Linked DNA regions of Mus musculus: regions 2 and 3 are each linked to region 1. A link is a contact called in public Hi-C and promoter capture Hi-C data. All regions are on one chromosome and are shown on one strand. The core of a region is the stretch at or near the end of the contact, and the rest is flanking DNA. Distances in the headings are between cores, read along the strand shown. Region 1 holds the start of Chchd3 (coiled-coil-helix-coiled-coil-helix domain containing 3). Region 2 has its middle 3.0 kb from the start of Gm32533. Region 3 has its middle 79 kb from the start of Gm31894.

Evidence for each region. Promoter capture Hi-C pulls out the DNA fragments that hold promoters and counts their contacts. Hi-C and Micro-C count contacts between places; a contact is called where the count stands out from the background.
Region 2: a contact with region 1 is called in a Hi-C map of double positive thymocytes, with 3 times the contacts expected there. The contact joins the enhancer-like site here to the promoter of Chchd3 in region 1. A contact is called at or near these places in 2 of 39 promoter capture datasets (the 3T3-L1 cell line and pre-B cells), 17 of 484 Hi-C or Micro-C datasets (B cells, CD4 T cells, CD8 T cells and 9 more), 5 of 115 datasets of contacts at active chromatin or transcription factors (the SCID.adh cell line, astrocytes and embryonic stem cells) and 1 of 9 other capture datasets (embryonic stem cells).
Region 3: a promoter capture Hi-C map of hippocampal neurons shows a contact between it and region 1, with 4 times the contacts expected there. The contact joins the enhancer-like site here to the promoter of Chchd3 in region 1. A contact is called at or near these places in 2 of 39 promoter capture datasets (embryonic stem cells and hippocampal neurons), 1 of 484 Hi-C or Micro-C datasets (embryonic stem cells) and 3 of 115 datasets of contacts at active chromatin or transcription factors (embryonic forebrain, embryonic stem cells and stem cell-derived neural progenitor cells).

The regions. Positions count from the first base shown.
Region 1 is chr6:33,058,378-33,061,942 of GRCm38.p6, reverse strand. It overlaps Chchd3 (coiled-coil-helix-coiled-coil-helix domain containing 3), which reads left to right and starts at 1,683. Exons shown (of 8, transcript NM_025336.2): 1 at 1,683-1,943. The coding sequence starts at 1,863.
Region 2 is chr6:34,192,398-34,195,962 of GRCm38.p6, reverse strand. No RefSeq gene overlaps it. Among named protein-coding and RNA genes, the nearest start is that of Gm32533, 3.0 kb to the left of the region's middle. Within about 2 kb of position 2,017, at least 25 of the 459 cell types and tissues checked have an H3K27ac peak or open chromatin away from gene starts, as enhancers often do. A contact at or near this core is called in the SCID.adh cell line, astrocytes, double positive thymocytes and 1 more, where this site is marked.
Region 3 is chr6:31,936,870-31,940,434 of GRCm38.p6, reverse strand. No RefSeq gene overlaps it. Among named protein-coding and RNA genes, the nearest start is that of Gm31894, 79 kb to the left of the region's middle. Within about 2 kb of position 1,989, at least 46 of the 459 cell types and tissues checked have an H3K27ac peak or open chromatin away from gene starts, as enhancers often do. A contact at or near this core is called in embryonic stem cells and hippocampal neurons, where this site is marked.

The DNA.
Region 1 (3,565 bases), core at 434-2,933:
GCTTTTGGTGCTCTGATGGAAGGCATCCATTGCCTTCTCAGCCTTGGTCTTCATCCTCATTAACAAGTGTTATTTGTATCTCCTCACTCTCCGTATGGAAGCCTCTAATTTTGTAAATATAGACCGAGCAACTGCTTTATGAAACACCCTTCAATACACGCCGTCTATGGGGTAGGAAGTGAGGTGATTGTGTTTATGGATGGGGAGGACCCGATGTAAGGAACGGCAATCCCTGTGTATCTGGGTTCTCAAGAGAAGCAAGCTCAACTGTGATGTAATGGGAGGACGCAGACAGGGGCAGGCAGTTTCAGAACTGCAGGAGAATATCATGTGATTTAGAGCACATGTGTTGAAAAGAACGACACAATGAGATGAAGGGCACTGCTGCTATATGCTGGGATATAGCAGCGGGAGGGACATAGTGTCTTGCGCTACAGATTCTGACATGCTGACAAATAACTGAAGCTCAAAAATATTTCTTCAACATTGTGGATCCCTTTGGCCTAGGAGGATGCCATGGTATGCTGTATTCTCTGTCTTTTAATGTTGAGAAGGGCAAATTGAAAAAGGTATTTTTGTTCAGCTAGTTCTGTCCCCTCCCCTCCCATCCCCCTTCTGCCCCACTCTTCTTCTTCCCTCTTGTTTTTTCTCCTCCTTCACATAGCTCAGGCCTGGGGCATTGCATAGACAACTGAGCTACATCAGTAGTCCCATCCATCTAATTTCTAAATGAAAGGGTATTTCTCTGGCTCCATAAATCTAAGATCATACTGTACTTTTAGCAACAGTGTTTGACAGCAAACAAACAAACAAACAAACAAAAAAGCAAAACAAAAAAACCCTAAAATCAACCAAATAACCAAATAACAACAAAACTGAAACTGTGTGTGTGGTTATCCTAACATTTTTAGACTTCTTGGAGGTAAAGTACCAAGCTAGAAACTTTCCAAAACAGATCATCTCTACTTTGTCTAACGCTGCTATAACTCCTCCATGAACGGACCATTTTCCTCTGTCTAATCATCCTGTGATCTAACTTATGTAAGTGAATAAGAGACACAAACACGAGAAGCAGTGTTCTGTCTGTATCTTTGTGTAAATAATTTTTCCTGTGCATTTTTGCATGTAGATTTGAAAGCCCTACATTAAAAGTTGCATTTCATACAGACTGACAAATACCAAAGTCATAAGATAGGAACATAGGCATATGTAGTCTCGGCCCCTTTAAAAGACTAAGTGGCAAAATGCTAAGTTTAGTTGTTACAGGTTTGTGAATTGGAATATACAAGTTGTTTGTTTAGGGGAGTGCATCTTCCATATCTAGCTTTGAGAGCCTGTATTTACCTAACTTACCTAAGGTTCTAGAGTCAACTGCAAAACAAGCTGGTTGGGTGAACCAACTTTTTTGAAAGTAGACCAGAAGGAGGCCTTCAGGGCTGTCAAGACTACAACTCCCAGAATGCTCGGTTCACTTTACAGTTTAGGGAGTGAGACCTGTCACAGCACCTATCGCTCCGGATCGAGACTACAATTCCCATTATTCTCAGAGGCTCCGGAAGCCCTATTAAGCACCACCTGTTGCCATAGCATCCGGGTCCAATCCAGCCAATCCTAGTGCACCTTCTGATAAGAGGCGGGCAGTTTGCTTCTCGGGCTAACCCGAAGCGGCCTACTTCTGGCACGTGACCGGAGGAGGCGGGCTTTTGGGACCGGCGCCTTCTCCTTGCTTCTTTTTTGGGGTCGTGGCCTTGCTCCTGCCCTGCAAGAGAAGCGTCCAGGGCTTTCACGCGCAAGTGTGCGCGTGGGTCCTGACGTGCTCGTAGGTCCACGCTCCAGACTCTGCGGGGACAGAAGCAGGAGCCATGGGCGGGACCGCTAGCACCCGCCGGGTCACCTTCGAGGCGGACGAGAACGAGAACATCACCGTGGTGAAGGGCATCCGGGTGAGTGCCGTGGGCGGGCGGAGGGCAGCCTTTGACCTCGGATCCCAACGCTGAAATGTGCCTGGGACAGCTGCACCTGCTTTCTCCGCTCTCGGCCCGCCCTGCTGTCCCGCTAGAAGTCTGGGTCTCTGGGAAGAAGCTCGTAGTTTCAAGACTCCGAACCTCCATTCAGAGAAAGTTCTTGGTTGTGTGCCAGGAGCCATGCACTGTGCCGGGGTGGTGGTGCCGGGTCACCACGGTCGTCCTTGCTCACTAGTTGCAGGACTTTATTAAAACTCTTGCTTCACTGTGCTGGTCCGTGTGCCTCCTGTACAGGACCCAAGCCCTTCTTTTCCACGCACAGTTCTTTCTCAGAGTGAATTGGTGTTTTAAGGATTACTCTTCTTTGCCTCTGTTATTCCCTGCCCCTCTTCTGGTATTACCATTCAAGTCATTCCTGACCCTGCTGCTAATTTCTGGCTTCTGGCTCTTTCCCTTCCACCTGATAATTTCGTTTTCCCAGGCGCCTCCCCTGTGGTTTGTTGGCCCAAGTTATGAACCTGACCCAGTTGGACTATACAGGCCTATAACTGCCAGCCTGCTAGGGGCGGAGGTCGGTTTGCAGGCCTTCAAGGTTGTAGAACTGAGACAACTTCTAAGGGATCGTTATAGAGACTTATTAAATGCCCTCTGCATGTACTTGATACATGAACTGAAAACTTGAATTTCCTCTAGGGCGTTAGTATACACACTAACAACTTTAATATTCTCCTTTGCCTCGACTTTGGAGCTTCATGCTTTGGGAAGTACACTTACTTGTATCTAGTAAATAGAGCACTATGACTTCAGAAGGTTTTAGAGTACTTTATATTTTCTGTCTACTGCTTTTACACAACTACTCTTAATTAACTATGTAAGAGTTACAAGGAAATAAAAACTTAAAAACATTTCAACTGCTTGAAAACTTTTTCCTTTGAAATTTGTTACTTTGAAAAGAACTTATTAAAGTTTTATTGATTAGAAACCCCAGACTGTTGAACTGAGTTTTTGAGTCTGTGACCAGCAATTCTCACTCTACTAGTGATAGAGCCCTTTGCCTGCTGTGGTTTAGTTGGTAGTTTTTGTAGTAAGATAAGAATTACTGCATACTTGAGTTTTGTACAGAGGTGGAGGGAAAAAAAAAAACCAAAAAAGAAAGGAAAAGAAAGTCGATAAAAGGCTTAGAATGTTGAAAACTTAAAAAAAAAAAAAAAAAAAGGAAAGTAAATTTCAGATGAAAAAACTGTTTAGAACAATGCATTAAGTCTTTCTCCTCATGTTTCATCACAGACAGGCCAGTGACACAAACTGTATGAGTTTGGGCACAGCATAGAGATTTAGATACAATATCAGATAGGGTAGAGTGATAGGCAGGGCAACAGGGATATGTATTCCATTCAAGTGATAAGATTGTTTTAAAGAGCTTCTGTAAACTTTAAAAACAAAACAAAACAAGAAAAACCCAACTATGTCTTTCAGCCATACAACTTGACATAAATTTCCTTTTTCAGATACATTTTATTTCTGTTGTTACAGTCCTGGCCCAGGCAGGCTTATTTTGATTTGTACGCAGCTCTTCTTCAAACACCCTTGGCAAGGTTCTC
Region 2 (3,565 bases), core at 768-3,267, 1.1 Mb before region 1:
GAGGTCGCACTGAAAAGCCCCACATCCAGTTTTGTCGCTGTCTGTAATAACTTATCAAAATGCCATCAGTGCAAAAAAAGAGGAGACAATATTTGTCACAAAGAACTCAGAAGACTCGGAGAGCTCTGTAGGAAAAATCAAGTCAGGGAGCAAGATGGGTTACGTGGTTCCGACTCTGCTCAGCCTCTCATACTGGGGGCGGGGGAAGAATGTTCCTTAGCTTTGTTTTATACATAAATATGTATATGTATATAATGTATATGTATATAAAATAAAATATACAATATATGTGGTATATGGGGTATATATTGTATATATAATGTAATGTTATTTATATGTATATATACACACACACATATATCCTATATATACCATATATACCATATATCCAATATATCTCATATGGCCAGGGCAGACTAATAAATGCAACCACAGTGCAAAATATCTGGCATGGTCCAAGCATGGGAGTGCTGTTCAACACATGTCAGCTTTAAGAATTTTGACATATAATAAAGGAATGAATGTGCTAGCACAGGGAGATACTGGGTGTGGTGTGCCAGGCACAGGTTTGGGCATAAGAAGTGCACCCCAAATTACTGGTACTTACTACCAAATGGGAGAGACTATCCATAAGAACTAATTAAAAGAATTGGGTTGGGCCTGGAGAAACAACTTGTTGGTTAACATCATCTGTGGCTCTAGCAGAGGTCCAGGTTCTGTTCCCAGCACCCACACAACAGCTCACAATTGCCTCCCATTTCAATTCCAGGAGATCTGCTGCCCTCTTCTGGTGTCTATAAGCACTGCATGGTACACTTACATGCAGAGAAACTCTCATATATATTTAAAATAAAAATGAATAAAGTTTTTTTTTTAAGACTATCAATGTCATTTTTAAGAAATCAGAGCAGGCTGACTTCAGGTGCTCAGGAAAGACCTTCCCCGAGGAAGGAACATAGTAAGCACAGAATTAAAAGAAAGAAGAAGCCCAGTCTTCCCAGCCAAGATGGCGCTGTCACAAAAGGAACCCAGCATGGCTTGAGAGCAGTTTGTCCAAGAAAGAGCAGGAGGTGGGGACCAGCCCACAAGCTGGAGTGCATTGAGGAGTCTTGCCAGATTCCTGGGTGACAGTCTCAGCCATGATGAGGCCAGGGGCCGCTTGGGCCAGCAGTTAGAACTGTCATGAATGTAGCCACTGGAATCAAACAGATCTGGGTTTTCGAAAGTTTCACAACCTGCTGCCAGGTTTGGAAAGCTGCTGATCCCTGTAAGCCTCACCGTCTCCATCCATAAACTCGATAGTGCATGAACAATCCCTCCCGAGGGGGTGTAAGCTGTGCAGAAGGGCCAGAACAAGGGCTTACACCTCTGCCAGCATTACTAAAGCCAATGGTGGCATGCTCTGGGCCATTCTTATGCCTTTCAATAAACGTGCATTAATTTCTTACACTGTAATGTACATCCCTCTATTTCCTATGCTTGGGCTGGCCACATAGCCAGACTTTTCGTGAGATTTGCAGACATACAAAATAGCAGTAACTTTTTCACCAGACTTACAACTCAATTCAGAAGGCAGGAGCTGAAAGGGAAACAAAATATGCCTTTGAATTTCCAGCCTGCCTGTCAAGAAAGATTATCACTAAAGCTATAGACACACGCCATGGAGACCTCTGCCCCTCACTTATTTTGAAGTTCCGTCTTACGTGCTCAGGCTGCAGAGAGATAGAAAGGACGATGGCCAGAGGCCAAGAGGATAAACATAATAAACACAGCAATAGCGTGAGACATGACAAAAATAAAAGGTACAGAGAGGGTTAGAAGAACTTAATGATGGAACCTAGGAATCTATCCGTTCCCTGCGTTTGCTTGGTTAGAGATGAATTCACAATACAGATGTTTATGTGTGAGCATCTCAGTTAGGCATTATGATGGGAGCTGAGCACACACAGGGGCAGAATGTCATCCTTGCTCTCATGGAGAGAGCATTAGCTGTGCTGAGAAAACTGGTAAATGCTAGGCTGGGATTGCATACCAGACACTAGAGGGCAGTGGTGGAGCATGAATGGGTCACCATCCAGCAGTGCAGGCTTCCTGGAAGAATGGGGGCTTGTGGTCTGGGGTGCTTGGTTGAATAGCCTAGTAAGGACCACCCCACTAATAACGGATGCCCAAAACTGCCCGAGGTGAGTACGCAACATACTCAGCTGTGCTCAGTGTACTGAATATTCGCTCAAACAGGTGAGGGTGTGGGTGTTTTCACTCAGGGTGATTTCAGTACAATGAATTTCAGTTCTAAAATAGATTTATGATCGGGAAACTCTTCCTCAGTTAGCATGAGCTCGTTGCTAGTGGCATTCAATCTTTAAAGAATCATTTTGATGGTATATAATCGCAATTTTATGGTATATAGTGTGTTATATTTTGTTGTGCACAAGTATTAAACTATTGCTTTGTTGTTGTTTTTTATATTTTCTAAAGATTTATTTTATTATTTTGTATATATGGGTGGTTTTCCAGAAGTCACAGAGCTGGGCCTTGAACCTGCAAGAACAGTAAGAGCTCTTAATCACTGAGCCAACTCTCCAGCTCCAAGACTAATTTTTTTTTCTTTTTGAGATAGGCTTTCTCTACGTGGCTCAGGCTGTCTTCAGACTCAAAGAGATCCTCCTGCCTCTGCCTGCTGAGTGCTGGGGTCAAAGGCAGCTGCCACCACTCCTGTCTTGGGTAAAGTATCTACTCCCTTACACTTGGCCTTGAGAATCTTTGAAAGTTATTGCTGGCCTGGGAAGATGGCTCTGTGGGCAGAGTGTTTACCATGCCTGTATGACGACCTGAGTTCCAATGTCCAGAACCCATGGAAAAAAACAGACAAGGTAGCACACATTCCCAGCATCCTCCTACTGAGGGATGAGAGACAGAGTAAGACTCCACCAAAACTCAGGCCAGCTAGCCAGGCCTGCAGAGCGGGAACAAGAGACTGTGTTTCAAGCAAGGTGGAATCCAGGCACCTGGAGCTGGCCACTGACCTCCACAAGTATGCCGCGGTACATGTGTGCACTCACACACACCATATGCCCACACATGTATACACACAGACACACACACATACGGGGGTGAGGGGAAGAGGGAGAGGGAGAAGGGCAGGGAGAGAGGAGAGAGAATTAATGCTATTAACACTTGTGAGGAACACAAACATAGGTGAGGTGATTAACTTCGCTTAGCTTTACCGCTAACAAATGGCTTGCTGTCTCCCTGCTGTAATAAAACACGGGACTCTATCTCTAGGTGGAGGAGTGACCTTTTCTCCAGTTAATCTAACAAGGCAGAAACGCCCCCTAGGTGGGAGGGTTCCTCTGAGGATAACATAGATTTTCTTCCCAGAATTTTTGCCACACTAGGGGCAACCCTGTGAGCCCCTGTGAGGTTCCTGTGGGTCTGCACCCCACTCCCATCCCCACTTCCCCCACCCCACCCATCTCGTCTGTCTTTTTCTTTCGGATGCTGGTCAGAGCCCACTGTGGTCTCCTCAATACTCTGTATTGCGTCCCGCTCGACCGGCAAGAAA
Region 3 (3,565 bases), core at 740-3,239, 1.1 Mb after region 1:
CTCGGCAGCAGCTGGCAAGTGCTTTCAATGAATTGGAAAATCTGGTTGATGTGTCCTAAAGTCTAGTGCTTACAAGAAGGCTTGGGTGTGGGAAGTACTTTTCAGTTAGGCCTGACTTTTCTGTCTCCCGCCATCCTCCTCTCTGTGCTCCAGAGGTTTTTTTTTTTTTTTTTTTTTTTTTTTTTTTTTTTAAAGTTAAAATGTGGCACATCTTTTATTAATATCTTGTAAGACATGCTTCCTCAAGTAAATGGTTCTTTGCCTTAGGGATCAATGTGATAGTTGGAGGGGTGCTTGAGTTTATGTGTGGGTCTGTTGAGGGAGTGGGGAGGAGAAGGATGCTGGGCCGGTGTTTACTGACGATGCTCACCTGTGCAAAGTGTGCTTGCATTTTATTACAAGTATATCTTGCATCACAGGTACACACGCATACAGCTGTGCCTCCTCTTGTGCCCTATTGAGACACCCAGTCTCTGGGTGTCTCAAATATCTATGGTCTGTCTACATGAACAGACAGGGGACCAGAGGGCTGCCAAAATGCCCCTAACTCACCAAGACCCCCTGCAGGTCGGGAAGTGTACTGGCTGGTTTGTGTGTCAACTTGACACAGCTGGAGTTATCACAGAGAAAGGAGCCTCCCTTGAGGAAATGTCTTCGTGAGATTCAGCTGTAAGGCATTTTCTCAATTAGTGATCAAGTGGGGCAGTCCCCTTGTGGGTGGGACCATCCCTGGGCTGGTAGTCTTGAGTTCTATAAGAGAGCAGGCTGAGCAAGCCAGGGGAAGCAAGCCAGTAAGGAATATCCCTCCATGGCCTCGGCATCAGCTCCTGCTTCCTGACCTGCTTGAGTTCCAGTCCTGACTTCCTTGGTGATGAACAGCAATGTGGAAGTGTAAGCTGAATAAATCCTTTCCTCCCCAACTTGCTTCTTGGTCATGATGTTTGTGCAGGAATAGAAACCCTGACTAAGACAGGGAGGTACATGTTTCTAAGGGTTCCCCTTATCTTCCTTTTCTCTCTTCCCTCTCTGGTATCTTCCAGAAATAGTCCCCTTCCTCCTGCTTCTCCACAGAGTCAGATAGAGAAGTATGCTTGACAAGAATTCAGAGCTGCAGTCCTTAAAGCAGAAAGGCCTAGAAACCAATGCCAGCCACCCATTCTGTGGATGGGCATACTGAGGCTCAAAGACACAAAGGATTTTTTCTCCTATGTGCCCAGAGAGGTCCTTGCAGAGCCAAGACCACAGCTTGGTTTCCCCCATCCTATCACACCACCTTGTCTTCAGTGCAGGAAACCTTCCTCCCACTCAGGTCAGAGCTGCGGTGTAGTGTTGCTGATGAGCATGGCTGTTCAAGGAGATGGTCGCAGCATCTGCAGGTGATGCTCACACTAACTGTCTCAAGGACATGGTGACCAGGTAGCCTTCCTCCTCAAGGAGCAGAAAGAAGGCAGCAGCAGGGATTGGAATGGGACGGTCTGCCTGTCAGTCAACCTAGTCCCCTGAGTCCCCCAGACATGGCTCTGGCATGCCAGAGGGCTGAGGCCAGTATGCTCTACGAAAGAACTGAGAGAAAGGTACAAACCCAGGCTTGAGCCCTGGAAGGGACTTTAGAGATGATCAATTTTTAAATAATCTCCGCTTCATATTCAGAAACTTGACACACAAGGGCTTGGTGACCTGCCCAAAGAAACATGGAGAGATCGCCAAGTTTATAAACCCTGCCCCTCCACCCCACTCCCACCCTATTAGGAATTGATGCTTCTCTGCTCCTCTGGGAACAGTCTGACCTGTGCTCAGATGAAATGCTAATCCTGAGCGACTCACCGATGTGGTCAGTACGCTCTGAAGCCCCGCCCCCTCTTCTCCGTTTTCTTCCCCAAGCCACTCTGCTTCCTTAAAGGCAGAACAGATGAGGAAGGCACACACACAGATGTGCCAGGATCTGCAGCTGGCAGGCTCGGAAGCCCTCTCTCTTAAGCATTGCTCCACCCTAGCCTGCACCAGTAGCAAAGAAGTAAAGACCTCGCGGATGAATGAGAACGGGGCGGTGGGAAACCCAATTCGTTCTCCAAGGACACGAGCGCCCTCTGCTGTTCGCATGATGAATTACGGATTCGGACTAAACCGCATGAACGCAGCAGCTAAGTCTCACCAAATCAAGAGGGTTGCAGCCACCACCACCACCACCACCACCACCACCACCACCACCACCACCAACAACAACAACAACAACAACAACAACAACAACAACAACAACAACAACAACAACAACAACAACACATAACTAAAGAAAAGACCAATAAAAGTGAGACCCAAAGTGGAATCTGGGAGGAGAAAAGCTGCCTGAGTTCTTCTATGTGGACCTTCGAGCAAAGTTCAAGGTCCTGCCCATTCCCCATTTACCCGCTTTGTGCTCCCCAGGTATTTTCTAGTTTGATTTCAAAGCAAGCTGTGTAGTGATTTGGGGGTAGGGGGAGCCTACTTACTCCACAACCTCTTGAGTTCTGAGAGTTTATAAATATTCACCTTGGCAACTTTGAGCACAGATCAAAGCTACAGTAGATAGGATGAAGGACTAGAACGCTGGGATACAGCTCCATGGCTGTCACTTCCTACTCGTGTTGGACCTTTCTGTGCCTCGCTCTCCTCATCTGTAGAATGGGTCTTCTGAGTCCTAGGGAATTCCCTTAGGTAACAGATGGTGCAGTTTTGGCAAGCCAGGGTGGAGAGATCCGATTCAGGCCCCCGACCCTTATCAGTTTTCTTCCCTGTTTTGTGAGCAGTAGTGAGGTAAAGGGGTTACAGAGATAGGACACTGTCTTGCTCCATTTCTCCACATGGGTGACCACAGAGCAAGGCCTCTGGTAATTCTATTGCAGCCTTGGCGATTTACTGAGCTCCTATTAGTAGGCAAGGCCTGCTGTGTAAATTCTGCGGGCTCCTGAGGACTGGTGCTCAGGAAGACAGGAGGGCACAGAGTAGAGATCCCAGAACAGCATAGGAGCCTTGAGATTGGAGCCTGGGAGGCCAAGGACAGGCCAGCTTCCTCTGAGTCTAGCATTTCCCGAGGCCAGCCCTGAAATGACTTTCCTTGTCTAAAAGGTCAAGGTCATGGGCTTGGGGGTGTAGTGCTGTAAGGCAGAGCGCTACCATGTGTGTCTCCCGACAGCTGCTCTGTCTCCTGGTCTCAGTGACAACACAGCCGTTAAGGAGACCTCGCCCGTGATCGGTGTGGAGGATGCGCGTACATTATCATATGATCATGGCATTCGTCAGCGATCCCTTTCCTATTTTCTGCATGAGGCTCCCTTATTTGAATGTGTTTCCTCAACAGAAATGAGAACTCTTCTTTGTCCCTTCTTCGGTCCCAGAGCTGTGGTGGGGCGGGGATATCCCAGGTGCATCTGCGAGGAAGCTTCCAGAGGGACCCAGAATGCTATTACTGAAGGCTAAATGTTCCGTGGCTAAAAGCTGCTGTAGCAATCTTGGCATCCACTCTGTTTGAATGGGTACATTACTGTAATGTCCCATTGCTGCCGTCAGCACGCAGAGGGCTGGGCTATTT